Linked DNA regions of Hordeum vulgare: region 1 is linked to region 2. Evidence: chromatin contacts called from public Hi-C data. All regions are on one chromosome and are shown on one strand. The core of a region is the stretch at or near the end of the contact, and the rest is flanking DNA. Distances in the headings are between cores, read along the strand shown.

Region 1 (3,642 bases), core at 1,021-3,520, 370 kb before region 2:
AATCTCTGAGTTTGCAACAAACAGAAACAAACTGGATGTAACTAAAAAATGGTTACAGATTTTGATCGGAATTATTGTTGTACACTTAACAACACACAAACATTTTCCCAGTATATATAACAGAAGAATCGAGAAAGAACAAACACTACCAACAACGCTGAAGTCTACAAAATTCAAGTGCACCTCCAGCATTCCAAACACAGCAAAATTTAATGACCAAAAAGCAACAAAATGAAATATAGCAATTATATTGTTTCTGGCACAAATTGACAGGCAGAAGAAAAAACATGTGTATGAACTATTTTAATATTTACAAAAACATAATTACATCTGTCATGCAGAAGCTTTAATATGAAGACGATAGTTACACTTGGAACAATGTGAACTTAGTAATGTACGTACACTGTACTCTACGATTCGCAGCAGCAGAAAAGGATATGCAAGTAAAAATACTATGAATTCATGAAAAGCATGTCCAGCATACATATACATGTGTCGTACAACTAACATACCTGAATCAGAAGGAACTTTTTTTGCAACCCAGGTGGACGATGAAGCTGGATCTCCCATATGCTCTCGTAGGAGAGTTCAAGTTTGTATTTCTTCGAGTTGTAGATCAGGCAAAAGTCAATCCTCTTCATAGCAAATCCAAACTCAACGGAAACATCTGTTCCGCTCCACAGAACAGATAGAACTCTTTCCTTCAGAAGACAGCCAAAATGCAGTTTTGCACCCTGTAGATTAAAAATCGTAGTTCTTGGTCTCGGAACAATGTCACGCTCTGCATATCGGGCCTTCAGATAATGACTTCCGCTCCTAAGTGCATTCCGTTGGGCCGCATTCAACACCAGCGAAGCATGTGCCTCAGACTGGAACTGAACAATGGCAAAAGATCTTGAGTTTGCAGAGATGTTCTTGGGAGGCCTGAGCTTGACCGCAAAGACGTTGCCAGTGCCAACAATTTGTTCCAACAAATCCTTGACATGGTCAGCATTGACAGTTGAAGGAAACCCTGACACCTGAATAGTCTTGCCGCCCATGGTGACGGGGCATATCAAAACTACAGCAGTGCATAATCATGATTAGAAAAACAGTCAGTCACTGGAAAGCATAGACAGATCTGCATATATATGTCAGGTCTTCTACGTGTTCAGGACTTCTTTTTTTCTATTTTTCTATCCTATGTCCAGCTTTTATTGTAGTCTTTCCCGGAAGAAATCCATGTTGCAGTTTTACATATGAGTTCTTTTATTTTGATCTCGAAACTAATAAAGAAGTAAGGAATCTAAGGAATGTCAAACACTGGTACTAGTATAGTATATTACTTATATACTTAAAACTAAGTACTAGTAGATCCGTACGTCCGTATACAGCGGTTTCACCCAAAACTGGAAACTGCAGTATCACAAATCCCATCACAATGCAGTAGCATAAACATGCCGCCAAAAGAAGAGGCATCCCACTTCATCAGGCACTAGCAAACAGTCAGCTCGGGTAAAGCAAGAAACCAAGAACCGCTCAAAAGGTCAACGGCAAAGAATAGGCGATCCCCAAAGATTTGTCGATAAAAACAACCAGGGACGTGCATTTCCCCCGTCCTCTACACCCGCTACGCTTCTTCACCTGGCCTGTTTATTCGTTCCGAGAAGAAATGCAACAACCTCCTCTGTTACTGGCAAAGCAGGGGCGGGCCGAGCGTGGGGGTTTGGGTGGGGGGTTTAGTCGGATCCCCCAAAATTCAGGAAAACAAGCCGCGCCCGAGCCTGGGCACCAAATCCCATCGCAGAAACTGTGATCGATCTAACCTAGACAAAGAAAACTCTGATCGATCTCGCGCGCTGCGGAGGAAGAACGAGAACCTAACGGAGCCGCGGACGAAGCGAGCAAACTGCGAACGATCCGGGCCCCGGCTGCTCAATGCCACAGCAGAGCAAAGAGAAAGGATGGAACCCCCAACGGCGCAACGCACTCGCGGGGACGATCCGTCCGACCGAGCTAGGGTTCCTTACCAGCGGCAGAAGGATAGGAGGGGGTGAAGCCGGCCCCACCCCAGCCCAGGACCGGCGGCTGGAATGGCTTTTTGTCTGCCGCTCGCTCCCGTCGCCCCCGGCGCAGCAGGTTGCGAGGCGGAGAGCGGAGAGCGGCGAGCGGCGGCGGGGGTCCGGTGGATCTGGCGGGGAGGGAACCCGGGAAGATGGATGGGCGAGGGGCGGAGGCGACGACTGCCCGATGGTTTTGTCGCCGAGGCGGAGGCGAGGAGGAGAGACTGACTGGAGGAGTGTCGGTCAATGTGCACGTAGCATTTAAAGCGACTGGGTTCGTGGGGCCGGGGGATGCGGGTTGGAAAGGAATGGAATGGGACCGGATATGTCCAAGGCTCGTTAATTGCGCTCCGAAATCTTCATATTGGCAGGCAATCTAGTACTCCCTCCGTCTCGGTGTATAAGAGCAAGGTTAATAGCACAGCCGGCTGCTGGCTATAACCCGTTGCCACATCACCTAAAGCCTTCATTCATACAATAGAATGGCTTTTTGGTTGGCTGTAAGGCTGGCTGTAATCTATACCTAATAATAAAGCGGCTATTGCTTCCGTCGGAAAACCCACCGTAATATTTTTATAAAAAAACCCTGTAATTTTTGTTATTCAACCCGCGCTTCATCATTTATCTGCAACGCAAAAGAAAAAACGATTCGCTGCAAAAATTATATCCGTACGCAAAACAAACGGTGAAGATTTATTACTTTAGGTTATGTTTTTTGAACGGCCTAGATTTAACTGCCCACATAACAAAATTATTTTTTGACTCCCACGTGCTAGACTCAATCCTGCCTAAATAACCTGATCGTACAAGCTTTTTTTGGAACAGAACCGATCATACAAGTCTGTTACGTGTATTGTATAACCAAGATGATCAACGTGAGTCCTTAAAGGACACGCTGAAAAAGGGGAAAATAAGGGCACCAAGCCAACAAAACCACGTACGCTCCTAGAAACTTAAATGAAAAGCACCTAGGTACATGTAGGTTTCGAGAAAAGCACCTACAAACTTCCGTGAAGGATCCAAATTTGTAAGAGGGCAACACTTGTACGTAGAAAAAAAGCAAATACGTGCATGCATGTAGAAAACTTTTTTCTGCATTCACGCTTTAAAATATCCATGGATGGCTACAGGGACACATGGCATGTATTAGAGAAACTGATTGAACATGTTCGTCTACATCTATATCTATATCTATACCTAATAATAAATCGGCTATTGCTTTCGTCGGAAAACCCATCACGATATTTTTATAAAAAGACCCTGTAATTTTTGTTTTTCAACTCGCGCTTCATCATTTATCTGCAACGCAAAAGGAAAAACGATTCGCTGCAAAAATTATACCCGTACGTATCGCCTCCTCCCGTCGATCCTGGGCCACCCTGGCCTGTGTCCAGGCTGCCGCCACACCACTCGCCGCCGCGGCCGACCTCAACCGCCACCGCTGCCGATCTCAACCCACCCGCATCCGCGGCTGTACCTCTCCCCGCTCACTGCCCCCATTGCGGCGCTCGAGCGCATCGCGTCGATCCTGGTCCACCCTGGCATGTGCCCAGGCCGCTGCCACACCACTCGCCGCCGCGGCCGACCTCAACCACAACTG
Region 2 (3,685 bases), core at 746-3,245:
TGTGGGATCCCCAAGTCAGCAGCCAAAATTTACGTAGCTCTACAAAATTTGTAGCTGTTCAATACTTCTAAAGTTATGATAAAATGTGTCCGAATTTTCAAAATGAATTCTAAGAAAACAACATACTATTTTTCACAAAAAAACATTTATTTGAACAAAATATCCAAGCATTTTGAAGATTCTAAAATACCTAAATTATAATAGGCAACATATATGCCTACTCCAAATTGACCATCATTTAGATGAAATCATGTAACCGTCATTTTTCCTTCATCAAATCTTTAAAAAAAATACAAATTAAAATATTTAGCAATTGTAAATTCACACGCCTCCAATTCAAATTTTATATTCAAATCCATGTTTTCAAGATGATACATTTTTTAAAGACTGTAACATTGCGAGATTTCCTCTGACATTATGCCAATAATAAGATGAAGTTAAATTGCACTGACAGGATATTTGTCTTGTGGCAGCACCTAAGGAATCCCGAAAATCAAGGCAAGGAATTAACCTTGAATCCTCGATACCTCCAAGTATTGGTTATTGCAGTTTGCTCATCGTATCTAGAGCAATTTGTACATCATATTCATCCCTTGTGTATATTAAGAAATTTGAGTGGGCACTGAGCAGGCTCAACAAACATGCAAACTAAACACCAGATATTGCAACCAGGATTGAAGTACAGAACATCAAAATATCTAATAGCACTCAGCATCAAAATTGCTTTGAGTGCCACAGATGTTAGCACTTGCAAAAGTACAGCTTCAGAACAAGGGTAATGGGAATCAATTCTATGAACTAAGACAGGGGCAGCTTCATTTAGCTCTTGCCCTCCTGGCGACCTCACACATTCTTCGAGTTGGTTTAGCTCAAACATATCTTGAAAATCTACTGCAAAAGACAGGGACTTCATAGCCCTGCGTGAACGGTCATAACACTCTGATTCACTAGTACCATCTAACAATGAACAAGACAACCAGAGTATAAGATGGAAAAAATAATGAGACAGTATAACAAGCAAACATGCTGTTACATATATACTCACATCAAGCGCAGCCAAAAAGAAACAAAGAAGAAAAAAAGCACAGCCTAACAGGGAAAAAAAACAAATCACATTCAGTCTTGTTACATGTTGAGTAAAACAGTAAGCTTATGTTGAACTTTCAGAGTTTCAGTATGCCGCAATCGATAGACAGAATCCTCCGAATCCATGAATCGGACAAAATAATGTCCACCAAAAACAAGGGGAAGATTAATATATCTTGTCCCTGACACTCTGCCAGACTAACCTCCCCATCGAGCAAATATGCCCCCAAAATCTCCTATTTGGCTATAAATTCTATTGCACCGACACTATTCCAAGCTCGAAACTGAAAGAAATGGTCGTAGAAAAACAAGGCAAGAATCAGAAGCAGGCTTGGGGATTTACCTCCTCGACGGCCTTCTCCCGCGCCCTCTCCGACAGGCGCAGCGCCTTAATCTCCGCCTGCGCCTCGCCCAGCTCCCTATCCTTGTCTAAGACCACACCAAAAACACCAACCATTCCCCCGTAAGTAGGATTCGAGAGGGCGGCGGCAGCCCATTCCCACGACACGAGCGTGAACCAGAGGTACGGCGAGCCGCGAACCGAACTCACCCCTGACTTCGTTCTCGAGCCGGTTGAGCTCGACCTTGACGGGATCCGAGCCGTGCATCAGCGTGAGGAGCTCGTCGGCGTCCAGGCCCACCTGCGCCGCCCCGCGCCTGCGCGAGGAGCCCCTCTGTGCCGACGCATTCCCCTCCTCGCCGCCGTCGGCCATCTCAGATCTGGGCACCGGCGCCTCAGCCCACCATCCAAATCGCGCGCCCCGCGGCCGCGAGCTCCGGGTCCGCCGGCGGCGACGGTGGCCGCAATGCCGTCCGGGGGTGGGGAACCCTAGCCGCGGCGTCGGGGCTCTGCTTTGCTTTTGCTTTGCTTCGCGTGTTGTTTGTTGTCTTGCTCGAGCGTGTTTGAATAGCGGAGAGGGTGAGGGGGCGGTGTTCGGGGGATTTAAAGCGTCGGCTTTTCGACAGTGATTAGCTTAAAGCCGAGCTAATTAACCGTTGGGCCAGCGGCCCGAGAGGTGGGAGGGGGAGGTCACATATGAGCATGAGAGGCCATGTAGAATTATGACATACGGAGTATATGGATACAAATGACTCAGGGCATGTACAATGATGGCATATGAATACAGATGTTTCATGACAATGAGGCATTTATATTAAAAAAATTCTTCAATACAAGCTATCATCAGGATGCCTCATCAAAAAATAAAAACTCTAATGCATATGCATCTTTATTTTCCACTCTAAATTTTTCATCTTTTTACACTGGACCATACATTTTTCTCTTCAAGCACCCGCCTCCTCGAAAGAATCTCGCTTCCTTATGTGAAACTACTTTTTCTCACATCCGATCCTACGTGGCATATGGGTCATCACCTTGAGGCTATGCATTGTACATGTCCTCAACAAAGCAAACTACTACCTCCGTCTGAATTAGAGCAACTACAACCGCGTGATCCAAACGGACGCGGTTTGTCCGTATTTTATCTGTTTGGCTCGTCCCGGCGGACACTCTTGTCCGTTTTTATGATTGGGCCGGTGCTCGCGTCCAATACGATCATGACTCATTTTTAGGTGACAAAAAAACATAATAAATATTTTGAAAATATAAAAAAGTTAGTTAAACATTAATGCCGGCCTCAAAGGCCCGCGATAGTCCTACGAGTTCACATTACAATAAATAAAAACTTTAAGTACGCTAAAACCGAGGAGGCGCGCTGCCCTAGGCGTCCTCCTCCTCCTCGTCGTCAGGGCCGGTGAGGTCGACGAGCGTTGGTGCCGGGCCAGCCCAGGGGAGGCCCTCTTCCACACGGCGGTGACGTCGTTCGCCGGTGGCTGCACCGGCGTTGACTGGGCAACACGACGCTCCTCCTCCTCAGCTTCGGCCTCGCACTCGAGCTGTTGGCCCTCTACACGCTCCTCCGCCAGCCGTCGCTGCCGCCGGTGCTCCAGGTAGGTCGTCTCCTGCTTCGGTGTCGCACCAAACTAGACGGGTGACACGCCGACCCATTCGCGCACCACCCCGTCCCAGACATACTGCTCGGACTTGAGGGCCAGCGGCCCTGGCTCGGCATTGGCGGGGAACGGCGGGGCTAACGGCGGCACGATGGAGTCACGTGCAGCGAAAAGCGCCATGGCCTCCGCCATATGCGCCTGGTAAGTCTCCTCCTCCTCCTCCTCCTTGAGGCGTGCTTCCTCCTCACTTGCACGCACGACAACCGCCAACGGATTCTGGTACGCGGCCTCCGCCTCCTCACTCTCTTCGCGCACGACGAGGGGCGACGGAGGTCCAGCCACCACGTCGCGGACCTCACACCGGCGCTGCTCCTCGTGCTCCCACACAAACCAAACCTCCCATTCGGGGGAGTCTACATCGTACACGGGGTTGTACCGCTGCTCTACTGATGACGAGTTGATGGATATACTTCTCGCCCCTTGTTGATTACCCCAAGTGGAAGGTGGAGATGTAGTCAGCAGCAGATTTCCCTTACACGGGGACTGTAAGGTTTATTGAACCAGGAGGACTCCGTGGATCAACAAGTAGGTGTCCGTTGCTCTGGCGCTAGCAGAAGACGTGGACCTGCACACACAACAAATAACT

What was found. Hi-C and Micro-C count contacts between places; a contact is called where the count stands out from the background.
Region 1: a contact with region 2 is called in a Hi-C map of leaf, with 5 times the contacts expected there. The contact joins the promoter of LOC123401198 here to the promoter of LOC123401429 in region 2. A contact is called at or near these places in 2 of 6 Hi-C or Micro-C datasets (both in leaf).

Annotation. Positions count from the first base shown.
Region 1 is chr6H:496,038,309-496,041,950 of MorexV3_pseudomolecules_assembly, reverse strand. It overlaps LOC123401198 (probable RNA-dependent RNA polymerase 1), which reads right to left and starts at 2,270. Exons shown (of 5, transcript XM_045094933.1): 1 at 2,010-2,270; 2 at 513-1,060. The coding sequence starts at 1,040.
Region 2 is chr6H:495,670,591-495,674,275 of MorexV3_pseudomolecules_assembly, reverse strand. It overlaps LOC123401429 (microtubule-associated protein 70-2), which reads right to left and starts at 1,995. Exons shown (of 11, transcript XM_045095238.1): 1 at 1,637-1,995; 2 at 1,430-1,515. The coding sequence starts at 1,799.